2 separate regions of the Cricetulus griseus genome follow, and region 1 is linked to region 2. Evidence: chromatin contacts called from public Hi-C data. All regions are on one chromosome and are shown on one strand. The core of a region is the stretch at or near the end of the contact, and the rest is flanking DNA. Distances in the headings are between cores, read along the strand shown. Region 1 overlaps Lhpp (phospholysine phosphohistidine inorganic pyrophosphate phosphatase). Region 2 overlaps Fam53b (protein FAM53B).

Evidence for each region. A called contact is a pair of places that touch in the nucleus more often than the background predicts.
Region 1: a contact with region 2 is called in a Hi-C map of liver, with 1.9 times the contacts expected there. The contact joins two enhancer-like sites. A contact is called at or near these places in 2 of 8 Hi-C or Micro-C datasets (the CHK-Q cell line and liver).

The regions. Positions count from the first base shown.
Region 1 is chr3:68,187,907-68,192,650 of CriGri-PICRH-1.0, forward strand. All of the region lies in intron 6 of Lhpp (phospholysine phosphohistidine inorganic pyrophosphate phosphatase), which reads right to left. Among named protein-coding and RNA genes, the nearest start is that of Lhpp, 42 kb to the right of the region's middle. Within about 2 kb of position 2,170, at least 1 of the 6 cell types and tissues checked has open chromatin away from gene starts, as enhancers often do.
Region 2 is chr3:68,118,602-68,123,291 of CriGri-PICRH-1.0, forward strand. All of the region lies in intron 3 of Fam53b (protein FAM53B), which reads left to right. Among named protein-coding and RNA genes, the nearest start is that of Fam53b, 47 kb to the left of the region's middle. Within about 2 kb of position 2,875, at least 2 of the 6 cell types and tissues checked have open chromatin away from gene starts, as enhancers often do.

The DNA of each region.
Region 1 (4,744 bases), core at 920-3,419, 69 kb after region 2:
ATAGCTAATAGCAGGGACAGTTTTGTCTGTCCCGGGACTTGCTATAAATGGAAACAAACCATGTCTGCTGTTCTTTCTCATGGTCAGACTTTTAAAGGGGCTCTTGTAGGGCTGGCAATTAGGCTGTGTGATGCCTTTCTGCCATCTACGGTGGGAAAGGCCCCTCAGAAAGCAGGAAAAAGTCACGTGTGAGCAAGGAGCTTCCTCTGGGCTGGATGGCATGGGGGTCAGATCTCCCCCTTCTTGGAGGCTTGTGGCAGCCATAGCCACAGGCACCTGTTATATGCCCATAGGAATGTCAACCCTGGATGGAGTAAGTCTGAGGGGAAGATGATGGAGTCTGGGGTCCAGCTAAAAGCCTGTGGGAGGACAGGACCCTCCACCCCAGTCAGGGATTTCTGCCTCTCTCAGTATGTGTCCTGTCTACCCTACATATGGCCTTAACCCCAGGGTTGCAGAATATTGGCTGAAATGGGGGAAATTATCCCTCCTTTTCACCTCTCATATAAGGACTTATGTCTGGGTACCTATCCCTCCAACAGGCCTTGACAGAGGATGGTGTGCACTATACCCTGAGATGGGTACTGGGTAGCCGTAAGGGTGGCCTGGGTAGACCTTGGTCCTATGAAACATGCAACACGACATTGGCCACAGAACAGCTACATCATAGCTGCAGTAAGAACTACAGGATAGGAGGGCCAGAAGGATCATTGTGATGGGGTCCAGATGTGCAGGACACAGGTGGACAGCAGCTGTGAGGTCAGGCAGGTATGCCCTCCAAAACCTCCCAAAGAAGGTGAAGGGGATCAGCAGGGAAAATGTGGGATTGAGAGGCTTGGGCCAGAGGAGGCAGGACCGTGCGAGCCCCAGACTTGTGCCTAAGCATTTTCTTGAGCTACAATAACTTCACATACTTTTTGCTTCTGGTTTCAAAAGCAATGAAAACATCTTCACAAGCCCCTAAACCATGGCAAGTCAGTCCACACAGCCTAGGCACCAGCAGTAGAATCCACAGGAACCAGCAAGGCAAATGAAAAGCATGGCTACCCTGGGCTGGAGTGCCAGGCTGAGCACACTGCCAGGTTGCACAGTGCCTGGGAAAGAGCTGTTCCAGAACTGCCCACTGCAGCAACTGCCCTCAGAACACAGGGGGAGCAACCTGAGGGAGGGGCAGAAATGAGAGGCTCAACCGCAGTGAGCACCCTGGCTGCCATGGCACAACGTTCTCCTAGCTGGTAAGACTTAGTGCTACCCCAAACCAGAGGGGAATCTTGCCAGAGTTATGGCCAGGTGGGACTGGGGACGTTGGAGCAGTGAAGGTCTGCTGCAGACCCTGAGCTGGGCATCAAGGTAGAGAAGGTACCAAAAACACCTCCAGTCTTGTACCAACTATCTACTACATCTGACTGCACAGCTGGCTTCAGGCTGGCCATGCCTGCTACCCACTCTCTGGGCCTTGATTTATGACATCCCTGAAGCCTCCATCCCAGAGGTTGCTTCTGATCATGTGGGCAGTGGTGTGATGCCCACCACCTCCCCGGAGTACCTCACAGCACATGTGCCCTGGACTATTCTCAGCAGCTGGAAAGCAGTGGGAAGACGGGAAGTGGGTCTTTTAGAATCACTTGAACTCTGGGGTCTACCAGGTTGAACTGTTCCTGAATTTGAATTATTTAAACCCAGAGGCAACTGAGTTTAAATAATTTACTATATTTACTTTCTAGGGTTGTTCCAAGGAGCTGCACAGTGTCTCCTGGCACCCTGTGAGTCTCGCATTCTTTTAAAGGGATGGCTATTGTTTTTATTAGGAAGCCAGGGAGTCTGGGCCACCTGGCGGTCTCCAGCAGAGCCAGGACTACATTCCAGGGGCCAGACTAAAGCCTTGGCTTGCCCACCTCTTGTCCACAGCCCACTCTCTCTGTCTCTCTCTCTCTGTCTCTCTCTCTCTTTGTCTCTCTCTCTGTCTCTCTCTCTCTGTGTCTCTGTCTCTCTCTGTCTCTGTCTCTGTCTCTCTCTCTCTCTCTCTCTCTCTCTCTCTCTGTGTGTGTGTGTGTGTGTGTGTGTGTGTGTGTGTGTGTGGTGTCTTTCTCAGTCAGGCAGACACCGGCACACCAGCTGGGACACTCACCCATCCCAGTACTTCAGTGTGCTTCCTTCCATCTGGCTGCAGCAGCCCTGTCTGAGTTGGCCTAGAAGTTTATTTTAAACTCTTTCACGTGGAAACACTAAGCTTCCTCTTTACTGGTGGGATCCAAAAAGGTTAACCCCTTCCTCTCCGGGCTGGCTAATGCCTGCCAGAAGGCCTCCCCCCCACACACACCGAGAAAAACAACAACCAACAACAAGCCTTACACACACTGTTGGGGATCCACTGCCCATGAACATCTGTACCCATGAGAGCTGGGACTCTTGGTGGCACACTCCAGAATTGGACTGCTCCACTGGGAGGTGAAGAAGCTGACAGAGAGGTGTAGGAAGGCCAGGGCCAGAGCAGCCTGCTATCCACAGACTCCCCAAACTCAGCCTCTCTCTTTAATAGGTCAGGTCAGAGGTTCCCAACCTCCCCCTGTTTTTAAGGCAGGATAACCATCTTCCGTGGTCCAGAAGAGTGAAGGAGTAAGGAAGAACTGTTTATGGCACACTACGGGGAGAAACTTCTAAGTGTCACCATGGTCCCCAGGTTCTGAGAGACCAGGGTAGAACTGGAGCTTGTCATCCACAGCCTGGGAAACCTGAATGGGCCCCTATTGGTTCTGCAATGTGAACACCTTGGACTTCAGGAAAAAGAACGTGAAACTGCTGCCTGCACGCTTCATAACCACTGTTCCTGACAGAGTTGGGGCTGAGCCATGGTGGAACATGGGATGAAGGAGCCTGGAGGCCACCACGGAACTTCATAGTTCTCTCCAAAGTGTTCTGGGAGTCACTAGAGAGACCCGAATGGGATTTGTGTGAAACATCATATAAAGATAGCTATTTGGAAAATTCCAAAATGCTGTGGAAATAAGAAGGTTGGGGAAATTCTTTGTAATTTTTGTACGCGCGCGTGTGTGTATATGCGTGTGTGTGTGTGTGTATGTGTGTGTGTGTGTGTGTGTGTGTGTGTGTGTGCACTCACACATGTTCATCTGTGAGAGTGTGGGTGTGCCTGTCACTGTGTGGCAGTCAGAGGACAATCTCAGAGATTAAGACAGGGTCTCTGGTTATTTGCTGCTGTAGACACCAGGCTACCCCTGGCCCCTGGCCCGTAAACTTCCCATGATTCTACTGACCCTGCCTATTGCACTGTAGGAATACTGGGATTACTGATGCTCACTGACACATCTGGTCTTCTGTGGGTTCTGAGGATCTGAACTCAGGTCCTCATGTTTGCAAGGCAAATGCTTTACTCACTGAGCCATCTAACTCCCAGCTCCTGGAGCACATGTTTGGGGTATAGATAGAAAGAAGCTAGTTACCACATGGTGTTAAAAGTCACCCTGCCCCTCTAGTCCCCACTCAGAGCCAGTGGAGGCCCCTGCTGGTTGAAGGACACTGAGATTCCATCATAAGGAGGCCAGGCAAGGATCCTTACAGGACCTAGACAAGCTTAGGAGGTAGGTGGGGACACATGGGAACAGGGGTGGAGGGGCACAGCATGGACAAAGGGCTCAAGAGACAAATTAAGAGGGGACAATAGGGGACCTGGTGGGCAAGGACTCTCCCGACACAGGGACCCGGCCTTTCTCCTCTCTGACAATGGCAGGGACCCCAGGACCAGATCACCATTCCAAGGATTTTCCTCCGGTGATGGTGCCAGCTCGAGAAGAACAAAAAAGAAGCCTCCATGGGTCACAGAACTTGCTTTGGTTCTTGAGAGCCCAGCCTGCCCTGAGTCTAGCAAGCTAGCCTGACCCCAAATATGACAAAACCACACAGCAGCAGGGGAGCAAGAGGTGGTGAGCATGCATGGGAGTGAGTTGGGAGAACAGAGGCATGGATGTGAATAAGTGAGTGTGTGTGTGTGGGCGGGTGGGGGGGGCTGCCTGTGAGAATGCACTGAGGCCTGATATGCTGCCTGGGCCTGTGTGTTCAAGTCCTGAACGAAGGAAGGGTTGGCTCTCCCAGAACCTGGTGACAAAGCGCCCTCTTGTGGCTAGAGCAGGAGGCAGCACATGAAAGACGGAAAGCAATGTAGAGCTGGAGACCCTGGAGAAGAGGGATGGGAAGAAAAGGACAATTGGGGGCTGGGGGAGGTGATTAGAGAAGGCCAATGCATCTTGGATGCTGACCACCCCCACCTGGTGCCATCACATCTTCCCTGAGTTTCACTTTGCCCAATACCCCCAATACCTGAAGTACCCTGTCAGACAAGGACAAGGCAAGTGGGTGTCAACTAGCTGCATGGATATAGTAGGAAGCTTGGGCCTTTCAGCTGGCATGAGGAACCTGCGTCTAGTATGGGATAAAATGAGGTCACCTCTCCACACTGCACCAGAGAGAGGCGGTGCTGTGAGAACAGCTTGTGTGACAGCTCCTCATTCTTCCCTGGCACAGGCAGATTCCATAGCCACCATTCCATGCCTCCTGGAGAAACTCTGTCTGAGGTATGGAGTGCTTGCTTGGATTCTGTTTGCTTGGTGAGGAGGAGGACCCAGGACAAATTAAAGTGTGGGGATAGATTGGCAACCACTGTGCCCACTTACTGGGCGGGCCAGCCAACCTGCGCTGGGGCAGGCAGAGTCCCATTTCCAGTGATTTCCCC
Region 2 (4,690 bases), core at 1,625-4,124:
GCTAGGTTAGTGGCCAAGGTCTCTGCTGTCACTAGAGGAAGTTGTAACCATGCTGTTCCAGCCAACTGGCAAGCCAGCTTTTACCAGTGTCCAGTTGTAGAAATAGACTCAAGGTGCTTAGTAACTGGGGCTAGCAGCTAGAAAATATCCAGGCCCAAGTCCTTTCTTTGCCCAGCTGTGATTCTCTGTAGTCACCACCACTGATGGGCCAGCTGACTGTCCGCCAGGGGCACTGGGAGCAGACAGTTGATAGAAATCCCTGGAGTCATGTCATTACTGCAGCAGTGTAAGCCACAGACAAACCCATTCCTTCTCCCATTCTTGCCAAGTTTGGGAGCTTCTGGCACTTGCAGGCAGCCCTAGAACGTTCCAGAGGTTCAAGAGACTGGGTTTTTCTAGAGTTAGATGCCCAGGTGGGGCCTTGCCTTCTCCATGTATCCCGTGCCTCTCTGGAATGGGTGGAGATTGAAGGGACCCATCCTCCCAGTGTGCACAGATGCACCCCATCTTTCAAGCTGCCAGGGCGGGAGCCATGTATTTAATTGGCTTAGTTCAGTGATGGAGGCTCCAAAGCTCTGGGAGGTGAATGGACTGCCTCGTCTTTGGAACCTGCTGCCAGTGGACACAATGTAGCTGTAGGAATGAAAACAAGAAAGAGAAAGGCCCACAGGCTCTGGGCTTTTAATTGGCACCATTCTCCCACTGGCCCTCCAGCCCTCTTAGGGCTCTGTTTGGGCCGCTGGGCCTGGGCGGTGAGAGATGGAGCCTTTCACAGTTCAGACTGGTTTAAGTGGACCTGTATGGAGTCCTGCAGGCATGCTGAAAGAGCAGGGCGCAGTCACCGTTGGAGCAGCCCTGGGAAACCGGTCAGCCACCTGCAAGTAGTGAATAGCAGGAGCTTCTGAAGCCGCCTGGGCTTCAGTGGCCCCACGGCCCTTGCCTTGCTGCAAAGAAAAGAGTTTTGTAAAGCCGCAATTAATGTTTCTCCTTCGATCCATTGGAAGTTGCTTTTTTGCTTTCAGCTGGGCCAGTGGGCTCCTTGCTTCTCCATTAGCCCAAGTACTGGTACAGTTGATAGCGTCTCTCAAGACACATATATTCTTGTCAGCCACTGAGGGAGGGGCTGCTGTGTCTTTTGTGTGTCTTTTTCTCTCCCTCCCTCTCTAATACCCTCAAGCTAGTAGTGAGAAAATAGGGCTGTGTGAGTGATTCTGGTAGGACAGGCCCAGAAGTCCTTCCAGGACTGCCAGTTTTTCTTGCTTCTATGAAAATACTAAAGTCTCACTTAGAGGAGACAGTGGTGGCAATTATCAGGGAAAGGACACAAGAAAATAGGAAGTAGGGAAGTAGTCATCCTGGATACCAGAGATGTGTGCTAGCTCTAGGGGTTCCCTCTAGACTCACCCCAGCCTGCCAGATAATTACAGAGACATCCATGGTTCCATCTCCCTGGAGTCACCACCTTCACGTCTATGAGCATCAATTATTAGTGTATATGTGTCTCTATGGGGCACGGACCTACAGGGTTCCACTTAGAGTGAACATTGCTACCAGAGGACATTAGCCAGTCAGGCTGTGGTTGTGACCAAGCATGATGGCTGTGAATTAGCCTGAACACCCATCTGTCAGGCCACCAAGGTAGCAGCCCCCCCAGACTGGCTGTCCTGTAGGAAGGAGGTTTTAGCTTTGTGAAGGGTAGCATCTAGGCCATGCCAGACTGCCCATCTGTTGAGACAAAATTGGATCTCTGCTTCCCTTTACCTTACCCTCAAAGCTGGCCTGTTTGTTTTGTTTTGTTTAATCACAGTATCCAGAGAAGGTGTTGGCATGAGAGTGAAACAGTCCTTGTGGACTTATCCACATGCAAGGCCCAGCTTTCCTGTACTTCATGAAGATCTCCCTGGCCTGGTTACAGGACAGATGTCTGTGGCAGCCACACCCGGCAGGGCACGGTTCCCTGGGGTCTTCTAAATGCCCAGGGATGCAGGTGCTGTGTTTTTAGGTCCTGCCAAGCTTTTAGGCAGAAATGAACAAAAGGAAAAAAAAATAAACCTATCAGGAAATGCACAGTTATATTGAGGTGTGTCCCTGGGAAAGTCAAAGCCACAGAGACCTGCCCTGGCCAACCCTTCTAGAGCCTGTCGGGGAACTTGCAAATGGGAACACACAGAGGCCTTGAGCTCGCAGCTTCTGCATGGCAGTCCCCAAGGTGAGCATCACCATTCCCTTCATGTCTCTTTGAGCCACTCAAGTGGAGATGTGAAGACTTCTACTCTGGGTCTGTCTGGACAGAGCATACCCTGAACTGGGCCAGGCTTCACTACTAAGGCAGAGTGTCGTAGTATACCCCCCACCCCACCCCCACCCTCCCCACCCCCGCATCAGAATCTTGAGGCTCTCCTGCTACCTTTCTTCCTGTCCAGAATCTTTACCTCTTGCTGGGATCTGCCCCAGGTCCAGCCTGCTATCAGTGGACACTATGGAACCCTTCCACTGCAGACCCCACCCAACTGCCTGGGAATGTGACACCAGGGGCTCCTTCTCAGGTTGAAGAAATGGGTTGTTTTTTCATTTTTTTTTTTTTTTTTTTTTTTTTGAGGTGGAAGGGCAGGCTATCCTGGCAGGTACCCAGCAGGCAAGAGTCCAGGGTTTTTCTTTCTCAAGGACACCAAAACAAAGCAAGTGTTTTATTTACTTCCAGGTAAAGTCTCAAAAAAGGTGGCCCTCTCTAACAGGTCCTCTTCTGTTAGGCAGGCTCAGAGGACATCAAGGAGCCGCATACTTTGTCCCTGCTACTCACCTCTGCCTCTGTGGGTGGAACCAGCTGAGCCCAGAGAAGCAGAATGTGCCCAGGAATGTCCTGCCACACCCGATGCCCGTGGGCATGTCCCCAGCCACTTACCCTGCCTGGGCACGCCGGGACATGCTAGCCAAGCCCAGCTGGATACTGCCCTGTGCATTGCCTCATAGGACTCCAGTGGTCAGTGAGAGCCTGTGCAGCCCTTCCTTCCTTGCCACAGCGCACCAGATGTTCTGCCCCTGGTGACTTGTGAGTGGAGCCAATGGGGCCTCACTCTTTCTCACTTGGGATTTTTTCATCATGCTTGGTGCAGCAGGGCACTATTGTTGGTTAAACCTTTCTGAGCCAAGCATTGCACATGATTTCATCTGAGTTTGGATATAAGCCCTTAAAGTATGGCTGTGTTTCCCCATTTTACAGACTGTAAAGAAACTCAGCATGCAGCCTAACTCTAAGGTTAAAGACAGGTTGTGCCCTGTGTATACTTCTTTCCCTACTGGGCCTCACACATGTTAGGCAAGTGCTTACCACTGAACTTCACCCCAGCTCCTCGTCCATCATTTTCAACCTCTCACCCACCCACCCACCCATCTTTTATCTAGCAGGCATCTGGGTGAATTAATGTATACTGGTTCTTTGATTGAGCTCTATGCAGGTGACAACCCACTAGGATTCTGGAAACCTTCCCAGGTATGGGGCTCCAACATGGATGGCATGGGGTTCCCTCTGCTGGGCAGAGAGGCTGGGGGGGGGGGCTTGGTGGACATTTTAGCTATCTTATGAAGTAGGGTGCATTTCCCAAAGGTCAGAGAATGAGTAGATGCTATAAGGTCAGCAAGGTCAAACCCTTGGGAGCACCTTTCCATAGAGGATAGATAGAGACTCAGAATAGCTAGGTGTGCCTGCTGACCCCACATAGAGCACATAGAGCACTATTAGGATTTGACCCTGAGCTGGAAGGGAACCAGGCTGCCAGCCACAAAGGACAGCCTTGGAGGGCTGGGGACTACTTCTGATTTGTCTTTGCTCAGGTAGATGGGTCTCAGGAATGAGACAACTGTTTCCACAATGCTTACTTGCCTATTCTTTAGGAGTTAATTTGCCCTCCGCACTTGAGTCTAGCACTTTGAACTTGGTCTCTGCGTCTCATCTGAAAGGATAGAGATATGACAGGAGGAACTGGGGTGCATTACCACACACATTGAAAGTGTAGACACCAGCCCAAGTGTGTCTTCCACATTTGTGCTGAAGTGTTCCCCCAGAACCCTGTGACAAGCTAGATTTCTCTTACTCACTCTGGAGATCTTCTGGGTGAGCCAGGTACTGTCTTTGGAGTCTAAAAAGCAACATTTCTCCCCTTGGACAGGAAGCCCTATCCATTCTAGCCCTGGGCAGGCAGGCAGGCAGGCAGGCAGGCAGGCAGGCAGGCAGGCAGGCAGGCAGATGCAGCAAGAACATTGGATCCTCATGGCAGCAATGTCCACCAAGGTGTCCCAATCCTGTGTTTTGCAAAAGGACCCAGGGGCATGCATGAAGGCTCTGGGGCTTACCATAAACAGGCAATTGTCTACACAGGCATGCCTCCCTCCCCCTGGTTCGCGTGGCCTTTCTCTTGTTTTCTCATTCACAGCTCAGATTTAATTGGTGGTACTAGGTAAAGAAAGCTGGGCATGGTAGGCTTTTTGTTGTTGCTGTTGTTTGATTTGGTTTGGTTTTGTCCATATAGTTTTGTAAAAATTCTTACCAATAAAGAACAGGAAAGGAAAAAAAAAAAAGGTGAAAGCTTCTTTCCTAAAAAATACGAGCTGACTGGAGATTTTTGTCCTCCATCCCTAACTTAGGATGTCCTCTCCTGAAATAAAAAGCTATACAGTCACGTTTTTAGATAGT